4 separate regions of the Mus musculus genome follow, and regions 1, 2 and 3 are each linked to region 4. Evidence: chromatin contacts called from public Hi-C data. All regions are on one chromosome and are shown on one strand. The core of a region is the stretch at or near the end of the contact, and the rest is flanking DNA. Distances in the headings are between cores, read along the strand shown.

Evidence for each region. A called contact is a pair of places that touch in the nucleus more often than the background predicts.
Region 1: a Hi-C map of uterus shows a contact between it and region 4. The contact joins two enhancer-like sites. A contact is called at or near these places in 1 of 15 datasets of contacts at CTCF or cohesin (the NIH/3T3 cell line), 11 of 484 Hi-C or Micro-C datasets (the N1E-115 cell line, cerebral cortex, cortical neurons and 4 more), 2 of 115 datasets of contacts at active chromatin or transcription factors (the NIH/3T3 cell line and embryonic stem cells) and 1 of 9 other capture datasets (embryonic stem cells).
Region 2: a contact with region 4 is called in a Hi-C map of the N1E-115 cell line, with 5 times the contacts expected there. The contact joins two enhancer-like sites. A contact is called at or near these places in 1 of 39 promoter capture datasets (the 3T3-L1 cell line), 24 of 484 Hi-C or Micro-C datasets (the 3T3-L1 cell line, the AML12 cell line, the C2C12 cell line and 14 more), 10 of 115 datasets of contacts at active chromatin or transcription factors (the NIH/3T3 cell line, embryonic fibroblasts, embryonic stem cells and 5 more) and 1 of 9 other capture datasets (embryonic stem cells).
Region 3: a Hi-C map of the N1E-115 cell line shows a contact between it and region 4, with 3 times the contacts expected there. The contact joins two enhancer-like sites. A contact is called at or near these places in 1 of 39 promoter capture datasets (hippocampal neurons), 7 of 484 Hi-C or Micro-C datasets (the N1E-115 cell line, cortical neurons, embryonic fibroblasts and 3 more) and 1 of 115 datasets of contacts at active chromatin or transcription factors (bone marrow-derived dendritic cells).

What each region holds. Positions count from the first base shown.
Region 1 is chr9:49,974,770-49,978,401 of GRCm38.p6, reverse strand. No RefSeq gene overlaps it. Among named protein-coding and RNA genes, the nearest start is that of Gm25633, 150 kb to the right of the region's middle. Within about 2 kb of position 2,016, at least 99 of the 459 cell types and tissues checked have an H3K27ac peak or open chromatin away from gene starts, as enhancers often do. A contact at or near this core is called in the N1E-115 cell line, cerebral cortex, stem cell-derived neural progenitor cells and 1 more, where this site is marked.
Region 2 is chr9:49,922,057-49,925,530 of GRCm38.p6, reverse strand. No RefSeq gene overlaps it. Among named protein-coding and RNA genes, the nearest start is that of Gm25633, 98 kb to the right of the region's middle. Within about 2 kb of position 1,375, at least 73 of the 459 cell types and tissues checked have an H3K27ac peak or open chromatin away from gene starts, as enhancers often do. A contact at or near this core is called in the N1E-115 cell line, embryonic fibroblasts and stem cell-derived neural progenitor cells, where this site is marked.
Region 3 is chr9:50,304,739-50,307,970 of GRCm38.p6, reverse strand. No RefSeq gene overlaps it. Among named protein-coding and RNA genes, the nearest start is that of Gm39336, 4.5 kb to the right of the region's middle. Within about 2 kb of position 1,675, at least 59 of the 459 cell types and tissues checked have an H3K27ac peak or open chromatin away from gene starts, as enhancers often do. A contact at or near this core is called in the N1E-115 cell line, where this site is marked.
Region 4 is chr9:50,169,773-50,173,337 of GRCm38.p6, reverse strand. No RefSeq gene overlaps it. Among named protein-coding and RNA genes, the nearest start is that of 2310003N18Rik, 62 kb to the left of the region's middle. Within about 2 kb of position 1,312, at least 35 of the 459 cell types and tissues checked have an H3K27ac peak or open chromatin away from gene starts, as enhancers often do. A contact at or near this core is called in the N1E-115 cell line, cerebral cortex, embryonic fibroblasts and 2 more, where this site is marked.

The DNA.
Region 1 (3,632 bases), core at 767-3,266, 200 kb after region 4:
GTTTGGGGTGTGTTCTAGTTTGCTTTTCTGTCACTGTGATAGTGCACTCTGAACCAAAGACAGCTTTAGAGAAGAAAGGGGGTTTGGACACAATCTATCGTTGAGAGAACAGAAACTCGAGGAAGGGGCTTGAAACAGAAAGAATGGCAGAACACTCCTTAATAGTTCATTAGCTCATGCTCAGCTAGCTTTCTTACACATCCCAGACCTACCTAGCCAGCAATAGTGCTGGCCGCAGAGGGCTGGGCCCTCCTACACCAATAACCAACAAAGATAGTCTTTAATGTGTATGGGCACAGACCAATATGATGGAGATAGCTCTTCAACTGAGGTTACCCTTTCCTAGGTCACTCTAGGTTATGTCAAGTTGACAATAAGGGTATAGGGTTCATCATAGATTGTAGATGTTCCCAGTTATTACTCAGTAGTGATTAAATATTTGTGTTATCACATATCACCAACTGCCTCTTTCCACGTAGACTCACAAAGAAGAAAACAGTATACTTTCCATTCTCACTGGTGTGTCTTAAGCACTTGATCATAGCGTGGACACGATTGGTACTCAATATTGATTCATTGGGTGGAAGATGGGGGAAATGAATGAATGGATGCCATATCTTCAAGGAGTTGAAAAATACTGAGAAAGGTGATATGGAAAACATCACAGAAATAACTAATAACTATCTGGGAGGATAGAAGAGAGAAAATTAAGGGATGAGTCTATCCACAAGGATTCCTGGAATAATAAAGTATTCTAGCATATTCTAGTAGACATAGCATAGGAGAGTGGGGCAACATCCTTCAGGCACAGAAGACCATCATCTTCCTGTACTCTTATCGGTGAGAGAAACTTTCCCAGATACAAGTAGGAATTATATCCTCTATAATAAAATTGTTGAGCACTTAAAGTTTACTGTTAAAAGGCAGGGTCTTTTTAAGAGCAATTAATACTAAGTGTGTTTTAGGGTGTGTGGGGGTCAAATTCTAAGTCAAGCATTGTGCAGAATTGTTCATGGAGCACCTCACTTAACCCTCACAACAGAAGCACTAAGGGATGGCAATATTGCTGTTTGCAATAAGGAAGCTGGACTTCTGGTTCAGTAATTCCCCCAAGACCATTCAGTGGTAAGACTTGAATACAGATGTGGTATGTCAAGCTTGAGGTGGGGGGAGGAAAGGAGGGAGAGAGAGCATCAGAGAGAAAGAGTCAGAGAGAGAAGAAAAGAGAGAGTCAGAGAGAGAGAGAGAGACTGCTCATTGGATCTGCACAGAACCTGACTGGGTCTTCTTATGACTTAGGACCTTAGGACTTTGGAAGAACACTTTCCACCGTGTTTGAGACATGAGCTGGCACTGGTCTGGAACTTGTCAATGCAGCTAGTGTGGTTGACCAGCCTTTTTCTGTCATCCCATCCCTAAGTTTACAAGTGCACAACATGGGGATGGAACTCAGGTTTTTCATGCTTGCATGGGCAAGCGCTTTACCAACTGAGCTATCCCACTGGTCCATATCTTGCTGCCAATGATCATCATCACATTAGGGCACCCAGGACATTTTCCGCCATCTTTCATTTACCTATTCACTTAGGCTGTATGCATCATCCCCTACTGCAAGGTCTGGGGGAACCTCTGAGTAGGTTTCATGCTTTTACAGAAGGATCCAACCTTTTGCAGGATCTTTGGAGCTGTGGGAGATCCCTTGAGATAGGGAATTTTTTTCCTGGAGTCTTATGTTCTAGACGATCGGCTGCAGGCCTGCCCTGACTAGGTCTTCTCCAGCTGGCACAAGGCCAGGATGTTGGGGTCAATTTCCCTGTCTGGCTATTCCTGGAAGCCTTCTGAGTTTCGGTTGCAGACAGATAAGCTAAGCACGTCTCTTTCCCGGGCTTTCCACATGACTGTACCTCCATACAACTCCTTCATTTCTCTGCTCGCTTTGATCAGAGCTCTCTGGGGTACAGTAGAGGAAGGGGAGGAGAAGAGCCTGAATTCCAGGCCTGAGGCTCCCTGGAAGGTGGCCAGTTCAGTCTGCTGAATGCGAAGGAGCAGCAGGCACACTCAGCCTCGGAGCTCCCGGGAGGGAGGCTGTGGCTGGTGCCAAATGCAACTCAGTATATGCTGTCCCTGCAGCTCAGGGTACATCCTTGCCCTGGATCTGTGGAGTACAACTCTGGATCTAACACCATTAAATTGGTGCCTGTTGGGACAGGTCAGTAAGTGCCAAGCTGCAGGGAGAGTACACAGAAGGTTCTGCTCCGCCCATCTACATACCTCAACTGGACTCATTTTTGGAAGCCAGCTGGCAGGCATCCCTTGCCCTTCTAGAGCTTTCTAAAGCAGCTAAGGGAAAGAATGACTAGAAGATGGTTCCCTTAGGATGCAGAAAGCCTCCTTCAGCAGTTGGATTATACACAGAGGAGGTGGGAAATGAGGAGGGAGGTGACTTGAGATTCCGAAGGATAACTTTTCATTCCTTCCCCCGTTTCTGAATGGAGCCTGTGTCCATCTTCCTACTGAGGCTGCCGTCCTTCCAGCATGGGCTCTGTGTTTGTATGCATGTGGGTGTACATGTATGTGTCAGGGTGCACAAATGTGGGCGTGGCCAGAGGACAACCTCAGTTGTTATTTCTCAGACACCACCTATTTTATATTTTTTATATTTTATTTTATTTTATTTTATTTTATTTTATTTTATTGAAACAGGGTCTCTTACTGCACTGGAACATGACTAGTAAACTGGGATGTGTAGCCAGAAAGTTGTTGCAGTTTGGTCTGTCGCTATGTATTGTAATGCTAAATTCTATACCCAAAGGCCTAGGCTTACCAGTGACTTCTCACGGTTAGCAGCTTTTTGTTGTGCAAACTTTGTTTCTCGATTTAAAACTATTGGTTAAATCTAATTGGCTACAGCCAATTACTGGAGGTATTAGAGATAGGTGGTGGGTTTGGAATGACCTGGTTGGAGGAGAGACCAAGAAGGATGGAGGAAGGAGGAGGAGGAGAGAGGAAGCTGCCATGAGGGAAGATGGCCAATGAGCACATGGCCAGGAGAAACAGCAAGTGTCTAGGGGTACACTACTGGGGAGCTAGCCAGGTCATCAGTTAGAAGGTAGACTAGGGGTTACCCCCCCTCCCTGGCCCCAGTAATTGTCAAAGCCAAATAAAATAACAATAGTTTGAGTCTCATTTCTTTGCAAGCTAGTTAGGGATAAACTTAAATTGCTTGTACTGCACACAAAGGCCTGGGATTCACTCATCTCTGCCTCTCCTGGGCTGGGAGTGCACATGTGTACAATGGCTATTTGCTGTTGTTTAATCTGTCTCTATCGGGTGTTCTATGGATGACAATCAGGACCTCCTGCATATAAGGCAAGTGCTTTAGCAGCTGAGCTCTCTTCTCCAGCCTCACCTGACTCTGCTTCTCCTTCCCAATCCTTCGGCAACCCATAGTGTTTGTTCCAGTGAAAGGCTGCTACGCCTGGAAAGTTGTGCATTGGAGCCCTGGAGCATACAGTCCTAGCACTTAGTGTCCTTGGCTAAAAACCCCTATCTGATCGGCCGTAGCTTCTTCTCAGCGTTTAAGCAAGGGCTCTAAAATCATGGAGGAATGTCCTGGGCCTCCTCACAGCAGG
Region 2 (3,474 bases), core at 126-2,625, 250 kb after region 4:
TTATCTGAGATCTCCCATGGTACATGTAAATCATATGTATAAATAGCCCGTGTTGTTATTTCCTCCTGTTAATGTCCCTTTTGCATGTTTAATTCACAGGCCTGAGGTACTAGGGCCAAGTCTGAGACCCAGGGACACTTCCTACTGTTTTATCACAAAAACAGAAAAGCAACTAATCTGAAGTTGGTACCAGGAATGGGGTGCGGAAATAAAAAGGGCCAAGTCAAAGACATACTTGCATCCTTTCCCCACACCTGAGAGTCAGTGTCCAAGGGTAACATTGGGTGGGTTGTCCCCCGCCACCACCCCACTTCCACCCCCAGGACCCCGGCTATAATAGCTCATGTTCCCTTGCTTGGCTGGAAACTCACCCTGCAGTTTCATTAAAAGGGGCAAGAATTCCACCTCTTCTTTGGAATCCACTTCCAACAGTTGCTATGCTGAGCCTGAATCCTGGGTTAATCCTTTATCTTTATGACCTTAGCAGGAGTTATTTTTACCTCATTAGGCCTCGGTTTCATCCTGTGCTGGCTGGATTAATAATATAACACACCTCAAAAACTGTTGTTCAGGTTAAAGGAGATAGTAGAAAACCTGACACAGAATGTGTGTTATATGAACTCAAGGTTCACACATAGCTACACATAGCTGTATTGGGATCTAATAGCCTGCCTGTTAGAAAATGTCTCTAATGACTTGAATGGGTTTATAGAGGAGAGGCAGCTCCATGGAGTTATCTAACTTTCAAGGTTAGGAAATATAGAGCGATCCTACTTGCCTATGTGAAAGAGTTACAGTGACTCTATTAGCTTTCTTGTCTGAATCACTAGACATATGTCCTAAAGTCCTCTCCTTACTGGGAAGGCCTGTTCTAAAGACTGATTCTCAGATCCTACCTTTAACTTGCTGATTCCAACTTTTGAATTAAATTCTGGGAGACAGTCTTTAAACACTGGGCCCTTTCAAGGTGATCCAGAGGTGACCGAAGTTTTAAATTGACAGGCAAAGAACAAGTTTCCCTGGCCTGAATCTACCCAGTCTGGTGCCTTGAAATGCAGATCTCTGCAGATTCTGTGGGCAAGGGCCACAGACCAGGGCACCATGGTTTACCCTTTGCTCTCCAGCACTTCACCCACTCAGAGCCGCTATTCCATAGATCTTGTTTCCAGCCTGGGTGGCATTTCTATAGCGGCCCCTCATTTCCTGCCAAGAACAGAGCTGGCCTCTCTGATCCTGGCTCTCAGCCCAGCCAGGCTGTAGGTGGATCATTAAAGACCGCTGGACCTCTTCTGGAGGACTCTGGGACTGTGTTGTGGAGGGAGAGGCATGACCGGGGTGGGTGGGACTATTCAAGAATCTGTTGCTATCAAATCTGGGGAGCAGACAGTCCAGGGCCCAGACAGACCTCTGTTACTCATGCAGAGATAATTCAGTTAAGGGGAATGCAGATGGGAGAGATGGAGTGACTCAGAGGCTGAAGGCATTTCAATGAGGCTTGGTGACTGAAAAGCACTTATTAACCCAGGATGCTTAAGCATTAAACAGGGCCAGGGGCTGGGTGGAGACACTGAAGAGTTGCCCACACAGGATTTTGCTGGAAGGTTGGGTGTTATGAAGTAGAATTCCCCACTCTCAGCCCATCTAAGAGCTAATTCACACCTTAAATCCTCAGTGAACTCATGTTTTTCTAGGCTGTTCAGGTCGTTATCATCTGGCCTATACAGCCATCCCGGGAAGAGATAAGCTGAGAAACTATAAAGTGTCAGACAAGAAGAAAAGCTTTTCTGGGATTTAATTTGAGCCATTGATCACCACTTCCCATAGGAACAAGTTATTTCTCTGTGAGCTGTCATCTATGAAAGCAGGTGGCTTGGCTCCTGGAGGCCTCACATGGTAGAGGGCTACAGGGTCCTTGAGGCCAAGTTAGAGGCACAGGGACACTTCCTATCATCTTTTTCCCATGCCTGAGAGTCAATGTCCTTGGGCAGCATTAGAGGCATTGCCCATACCTGACCCCATCCCCAAGTATAATAGCATATGTCCCCTGGCTTGGCTGGAAGCTCCCCCTACAGTTTCCTTTGATCCACCTGCATCTTGGGAAGATGCTCTGGTTTAAAGCAGGCTATTTGGTCCCTGGAATGGAAAGGAAGTGCCACAGTGCTAGAAGGAAGCTCCTTCTATTTGTTTCTGTCTACTTCTTCTCCTGGCATAGAGAGATTTTTCTCCACAGACCATTTGTCTTTTTTATAACCTGCCTATTCAGTGTCAGACGAATGCAAGGCAGCGGAGAAGCTGATGAAGGCCATTGCTTGGACGCTTGAGACCACGCTAGTAGACCATGGCAAAGCAACTGGGACCTACCTCCTCCACAGGTGCCAGAGTCAAGGCAGGGTGGGTGGGATGCACCTCCAAAGGACTGGAAGTGAGCTCTTCTAATGAGCAGGCAGAGGACTGGCCAGCAATGAAGGAGTTAATGGCAGTCAAGCCTTCTTCCTCTGTCCTCCCTTCTCTCACTGAACCCAGATGAATAGCCAGTCAGTAAAATGACCCAGTGGAAGGAGTCCAGAATCAACCACTCTGATCCCAGGGGGCATTTGTACTCTTCACAGCACAAATCAAATCACCCAGAGCGAGGACTGGCAGGCTGCAGAAGGCCCAGAGACAAGACATCCCTCTGGTCTCTTCGGGCACAGCAGGGACTTAACCCAAGCCGGAACCTTAGCCCATGAAACCCATAGGAGACTGACCTGCCTGGTTCCTGTGGGTCTGGAATTTCCATGTGTGATTTCTCCCTGAGACTTAGTTAGCTATCATGGAGAGGCCTTGCCTCTTGTCCTGTCTTCCCCTCACTTTGTACAGCAATGCCACCTCCTTCCTCACAGTGTCCATTGACCTTGACCCATGTGGGTGCTCTGTTGGTGAGAAAGTGGGTAGGGAAATCGGATTTGAAAAGGAGTGGAGAAATCCAAATCCCAGGATCTCATAGAACCTGCGATTACTCCTCTCCACTCAGACAGTCTCTGCTGTGTGCAAAGCTCTCTCTTTCCCTGCCCCCAGCTCCTTCCCTCTAGGAGGGAATGCCCTGAGCCTCCTCCAGCACCCCACTGGCCCTTCTGCACAAAGCTTTGTCCTCTTGAAAGCTTACAGATTTATAGTTCTCAGCTGCAGACATTCCATCCCTACCATTCCAGCCTCTCACAACCCTTGAACATCCTCCTCCATGTCCCTCTCCCAGCCTCCCCCGAATTGGAAGCTGTGGGGGTGGGGCAGGCAGGGAAGGTTGACCTCTAAATACAGAGAAGCTCAGCCTGAAGGAGTCTCCTCTGTCAAGCCACTCAGGCATCAGTTTCCTGGAACTTGACTGGCTATGGCCTGTTAGTAGCCCAGAGACTGTCCACAAAAATAAAATAAAATAAAATAAACATGTGTGACTATTCATTTCACTGTGGTTCTCTGTCTAGCTGTAGCCATGTA
Region 3 (3,232 bases), core at 426-2,925, 130 kb before region 4:
TTTGATACATATGCAGCTAGAGTCAAGAGCTCCGGGGTACTGGTTAGTTCATAATGTTGTTCCACCTATAGGGTTGCAGATCCCTTTAGCTCCTTGGGTACTTTCTCTAGCTCCTCCATTGGGAGCCCTATGATCCATCCATTAGCTGACTGTGAGCATCCACTTCTGTGTTTGCTAGGCCCCGGCATAGTCTCACAAGAGACAGCTACATCTGGGTCCTTTCAATAAAATCTTGCTAGTGTATGCAATGGTGTCAGCGTTTGGATGCTGATTATGGGGTGGATCCCTGGATATGGCAGTCTCTACATGGTCCATCCTTTCATCTCAGCTCCAAACTTTGTCTCTGTAACTCCTTCCATGGGTGTTTTGTTCCCAAATCTAAGGAGGGGCATAGTGTCCACACTTCAACTACCAGTCCAGGGATGGCACCACCCATAATGGGCCCTTCCACCCTTGATCACTAATTGAGAAAATACCTTACAGCTGGGTCCCATGGAGGCATTCCCTGAAGGGAGCCTCCTTTCTCTGTGATAACTCCAGCTTGTGTGAAGTGGATAGCCAAAATTAGCTAGGTCAGGGAGTTTTCAGGCAAGGGTAGACCTATGCATGGCTTTGAAGATCATGCAGACATGAGACTGGTGGGAAGGTAGAGGAAGTAAGTGTTGGTCAAGGCAGGGTGAAGAAGACACAGATGTGTGTAAGTCTGGTAGGGTGCATGCATGTGTTCAGGGCTGGAACTCAGTCCTACATAGCTCTGATTTCTGGAAGGAACAATACTAGCTTTTTTTTTTTTTTTTTTTTTTTTTTTTTTTTTTTTGTAGTGAGGGGAACCTTTACTGAATCTTTATTGTAGGGCAGACATTATGCTGCATTTCTACATGAATTGCTTTAATCCTCAAAACTGCCCCTAAGTAGGCAACTCAGTCTGAAGTCAGATTTGGGGTACGTTGACTGGCCAACCGAGGACTTAGGCCCTTTCCTTTGATACGCTGGCAATGAAATAGACATGCTCTAGCTTTTGATAATTTTTATGTTGTTACTTCTATAGGGCCAGGCACTCATAATTTTATTGGCTGCTAAGAACATTATCTTGAACAGATTATGCATTATATGTGGTATACCTATGTCATGCTGCCATGGAATAACTTAATTCTCACAAAAACTATGAAAGGTGTGATAAGACATTGAGGCACAGAGAAGTGACATGATGTGTACCAAGTGATGGAGAAAGAGAGGGACGGAGGGGCTGTGTGTTGGGCCTCAGCAGTACTAGCATTTGATTACCATGTCACTGAGATGCTCAAAATCCATTTAGGAGACCACAGTGATAATTAAGTGATGGTGATGCTTTTATGACAGGGTCAATTGGAAGTCAACTGTTTTAGGGAGGATGATAGATGTGCTTCGCCAGGTCTTCTACAGCCTCCTCCAGAGAAAAGGCATCTTCTTTGGGCCCGGGGTATCAGGGGAATGCAGCCCTTCACGTCGCTGGGTGGCCTGTGTGTGTATGCTTTCTCTTCTCCCCCCACGGTGTATTTACACTCAAGACTGCCATAAACATCCATTTGCTTTAACACATGTGAAAATACCTTAGCAACTTCCCGCAGCTCTGGCCTGTTGCTAAGCAGTGACCCTTCTGCTACCATGGCAACATCACCAGACTCTGGAGGGCTGCTGGTACCAACCTCCTGACTAGACTCGGGCCTCAGGAGCACATTTGCTCACAGGGGCAGCCATTCTGTCTTGTTGTTTGGCTTTATCAGAAAAGCCTGTGTTCTCCTGCGGGAAGCTTCCTAGAGAAAACAGCCATTCAGTGCTTGGCAGATGAGGTCTGCGGTGGCTCCGCCTCCACTGCTGTGCCCACTTCACTCTGTGGAGTGGGTGGAGTTCAGGGTGGATGCACCAGAAGCCGCAGTGAGCTTTTTCCTCTGGATCAATGGAATGAATTAAGGACAGTGATGCCTCTTGAAATCACGGCAGCAGGAAGCTACTACCACCCTGAGGGAGAGTTTTACAGAAATGATTTTCCAATTATAAACCTGGAATCATGGAGCAGGGGTCACTTAGACAGGGAAGCACACTGTGCAACAGTGGTTTAGTCAACAACCGGCCACTTTTATGATGACTATACCATTTAGCCTAGCTGTGTCCTGAGCTATACCATCCGCATTTGCATGAGTGCATCCTATGATGTTTGCTCACCAAAATGATGCACTTCTCAGACATATCTTTGTCTTTAGGTGACACATGATTGCATTGTAAGAGATGCCACTCCGGGGAGAGAGGAGTGTGTGATAGTATTACTTGCTGACACAAATGACAGCAACTAGAATCACCTAAAAGACAGATTACTTAGCAAGCCTACTTCCTTAATGCAGGTCACACTGTTTACTCGGGCTGGGGTCCAGAGTGAAGAGGAAAAAAGCAAGAAGAACATCAGCATCCGTATCTCAGCTTCCTGACTGCTGACAATGCCCAGTTGCCTCCTCTTCCTGCTGCCAAGATATTCTTATTATATACATTATATATTATACATATAATATATTACATATATATATATATATATATATATATATATATATATATATATATATATCTTATGTGCCATGATATTCTTATTCCCTGACCACCAGGAGGCAGGATAAATCCCCTTTCTCTTACATTACTTCTTTTGGGCGTTTAGTCACAACAACAACAACAAAAAAAGAAACTAACACAGCATTAAAGAAACAGCTGGAACTCATCCTGGTGTTTCCCAGTGACCAAATGGAATTTGAGCCACCCACAAGGAAACTCAGACATTGTAGCTTTCGAGGGCCTTGGCCTCTTCAGTGAAAGAGGCAAGCAAGGAGAACTAACTTAGAACTTAAATGATTATGATGGGTATATTAGCTGGTTTTGTATGTCAACCTGACATAAGCTAGAATCACCGGAGAGGAAGGAGCCTCAGTTGAGGAACCCCCTCCACGAGATCCAGCTGTAAGGCATTTTCTCAGTTAGTGAGCAATAGGGCAGGGCCCAGTCCACTGTGGATGGTGCCATCCCTGGGCTGGTGGGCCTCAGTTCTATAAGTAAGCAGGCTGTGGAAGCTATGGGGAGCAAGCAGCAGCCTCCCATGGCCTCTGCATCCGCTCTTGCCTCCAGATTCTTGCCCTGCTTGAATTCCTGTCCTGACTTTCTCCAATGATGGACTATGATCTAGAAGTGTATTAACCCTTTCCTCCTCAATGTG
Region 4 (3,565 bases), core at 63-2,562:
ATTCAAGTGAAATACTCTCACTTTCTGTAGGAAGTGCTCCTTGTGAGGTGTAAAAGATCCCTCAGTTCAACCTCTCAGACCTGGAGCTATTCCCAAAACTTGAGCATATACAACTTCATCTAGAAGTGCTCAGAAGGGTAATTAAACAGAGCCTTCATTTTCCAGATGAGAGGACTGAGGCTTGGTGTGTGTGTGTGTGTGTGTGTGTGTGTGTGTGTGTGTGTGTGTGTGTGTGTGTGATTAGCTCTACATCCAGCTTTAGATTGAAACTGCACACTTCTAGTGTTGTCTATTTGGTTTATTTCTTAAACTCTTTCTCTGAATATTTATGTATCTACCTTCTGAAGAGACATTGCAAGTGATCTTGAATTCTGCTACATCTGAAGTTCCAGGGTTCACACCCCAGACACTTTTATCCCATCTATAGAAGACTCTTTGTATCTATCTAGTGCCTGGAGGCTGAAACCTGGGGCTTCTTAAATAGTCCAAAGCACAGTTTGTTTGAAAATGGCTACAAGGGCTCTGATCCCCCATTCCCCCTCCAAATAAGGGCTTCTTCTGGTCTTGCCCAAGGACTGCCATGATCCTGTTTATAGCCTCAGTGGGAAACTGGAATTGGTAAGTAAGATTGTTACCCACAGTAAATGGGTAACAGTGATTTTGGTCAGTTGCCAAATAAACTCCCATTGATGTTTCTTCTTCTTCTTCTTCTTCTCCTTCTTCTTCTTCTTCTTCTTCTTCTTCTTCTTCTTCTTCTTCTTCTTCTTCTTCTTCTTCTTCTTCTTCTTCTTCTTCTTCTTCTTCTTCTTCTTCCTCCTCCTCCTCCTCCTCCTCCTCCTCCTCCTCCTCCTCCTCCTCCTTCTTCATTTAATTGATGTCAAAGCATAGACATTGTGCAGGGGAGTCAGGGGAATATCCAAGAGTGACTGATTCTTAATCCTTACCAGTGGGCCATCCTAAGATTTGCAGGGGCCCAATTAAGTATGGCTTCTCTTTAAAATCAATGCACACATCTCCTCCATTAGGAGTTAGTGTGGCAAAGGCCTCCAAATCCACTAGATGGCAGTAGTCGGTTAATCATGTAGGAAGGGGTTGCCTAGAGAAGCAATTCCCAACAGAGCGGCCACGCTCCAGGATTTATAATCAAGTCCAGAATGTCTAAATATAAAGATACTTTCTCCCTTCCTGCATTCCCCAAAGATTACTTTCACTCTTTTTAATTATTATTTAAAAATAACAGCTACTCTGGGCTAGACTACACAAGACTATGGCTGAAAAGAAACAGGGGCATCCAAGCCTGAAGCAATGGCTGGAGAATTCGGGAGTCAGCATAGGTCCAGCTCGATTCAGCTGCCAACTCCTCCTACAAGCAAAAGGTTTCTTCCGAGCTCTTTCTAGCCACCACTCTGCAAGCTTCCAGGCCTTCAAATCAGAGACCTCATCCAGACCATGAGCCCCAAACCACAATTTACCACATAACTACGCTGAGCTCTGAACCAAACCCTAATATTAATTTATGGGACCACAAAGCCATTACAAAGTTACGTTCTATTTTCCTTATAGAAAGAAAGGGAAGAGGGAGGGGGTGAAGGGCAGGGGGGGGGGGGGATAGGAAACGAAGTCATACATAGGAGAGATTTGAACTGAAATCAAATCTGTGTGTTTCCTAGCTAGCGCTCTGGAGCAGGGGCTTCAGGAAGTTCTCTGAATCTGACCTGAACCAAGTGTATATTGCACAGCCCCACTCCCCTGGCTTGAGCCATGGTTCTCTGAAACAACCTTGTTTTCCCTCTGAAGCTGCTTTCAACGCTATCCTGGCCTCCAATACTGGAGTCTCACAGTAGGGTTGTGTGGAATTGACCCTGGAATAGCCTTTTACAGAGACACCCCAACTCTTTTATGAACACTCCTTATTAGGCCATTTTCTTGTTGGTCTTTGTCTTTTCTTTAGCAGCCAAAGAGTCTGGTGGTTGGATCTGAGATTTATGTGGGACACTTGGCTAAAATATAAACAGTGGTTTAGAGAAGGGGAATCTGCTTCGTGTCAAAAGGAAGACTAGGCTTGGGGCCTCCTGGAAAGCTAGTTGGATGCTTATCCACAGAACAACATTTCTGTCACTAAGGATTCTGGCCCAGGCTAGCTGGCTAGGGCCTGGCTGCAGAGCACAGTCAGGTTCATACCATGTGTTAGACCCACCCTTACCTGGGTTAGCAGGGAGGGAGCCCAGCACTCTGTTCATAATCATTTGTGGCCAACAGTGCTTGGCTTTCTGCAAACCAATCACATTGTGTGTGTATGTGTGCACTTCATTTTACCCATTAATTGAGTAACCCCCTGAGGGCCATGAGCAATACAACCAGGTTTTATAAGGTTTGGAGTTCGTACAACTCTGAGGGAAGTGGGACTATAAGAAAATGAAGTCAAGATTCCAAGGATAGTATTAGACAACAATGAAAATATTGATTTAGAATGACACAGACTGAATCGCACTCTTACAGAATGGCTTCTCCAGCCAGGGAAACTGGATCTCTTCTGAATGGAGGTCTTGGGAGGCATACTCTGAGAGTTTCTAGATAAACCGTTCTTCACAGTGCCCTGGTGACGCTGAAGAGGCTCACATCCCTTGTCCAGGGTCAGACTTAATATGGGATCCAATTCAATTGCGAAATCAAAACTTTTGACTCTCATGGTCAAAATTTGCCCTCCCAGCACACAGCACAGAGACTGTGTAGGATTGTGAACTCTAGGGCGGCCTGAGCTACATAGCAAGCCTCTGTGTCAACAATCAAGGGCTCTAGTCATCTTTATCATCTCTTGAGTTGGTGTGTTTCCATTACAGTATAACATCTCCCTTTGTCACCAGACTGCTCCGGGGCTCTAGGGTTACACCTTGGAACAGTGCAAAGCTACTGTTGGTTTGAGTTAAAAAGGAGTTCTTTCCATAGTTGTGAGACCAAGAAGAAGCAAGGTGAAGGTGGAGGGGCTAATTCCCCTGGAGAGAACCCACCTAACTTATCCCAACTCTGATAGGATGCAAGCTCCATTCTTGTTTGTTTGTTTGGGGGTTGTGTCACTCTCTGCTGCCTAGCCTGGCTTTGAAGCTGAAGCAATTCTAGGTATTGGGATTACAGGTTTGCTGCACCATGCCCAGCTGCAAGCTTTGCATTTTTCTGTTGCCCTGAACCCTTGAGGGGTTTGATCTTCAGCAAGAAGATAACTTCCAGGGGGTGGGGAGAGACTCCATGAGAGGATGATAGGTCTTTCTGAGGCAGTGGCCTATCTGGGTCAGTTCTGGGCAAGATCCTGGGGCCTCCGAATGTCTGAATGACCATGTTCAGTTTCATATGGAGGTTTGCCCTTGGAGGCCTTTCCCCTTTCACCTCTGATTGCCCTCCCCCTTAGCACTCTCCTCTCTCTCCTCCCTCCTGCTCCTCTTTGAGCAATGCCCTATTGTTAGTCTTTTGTATCTTAGGGTGAATTTAAGTTATTTAGTTTCCTCCTGCAGGGATGGCAGCAATTCACCATTAAAGGAACAAAGCTCTAACCTTCAAAGGAACAGGAAGT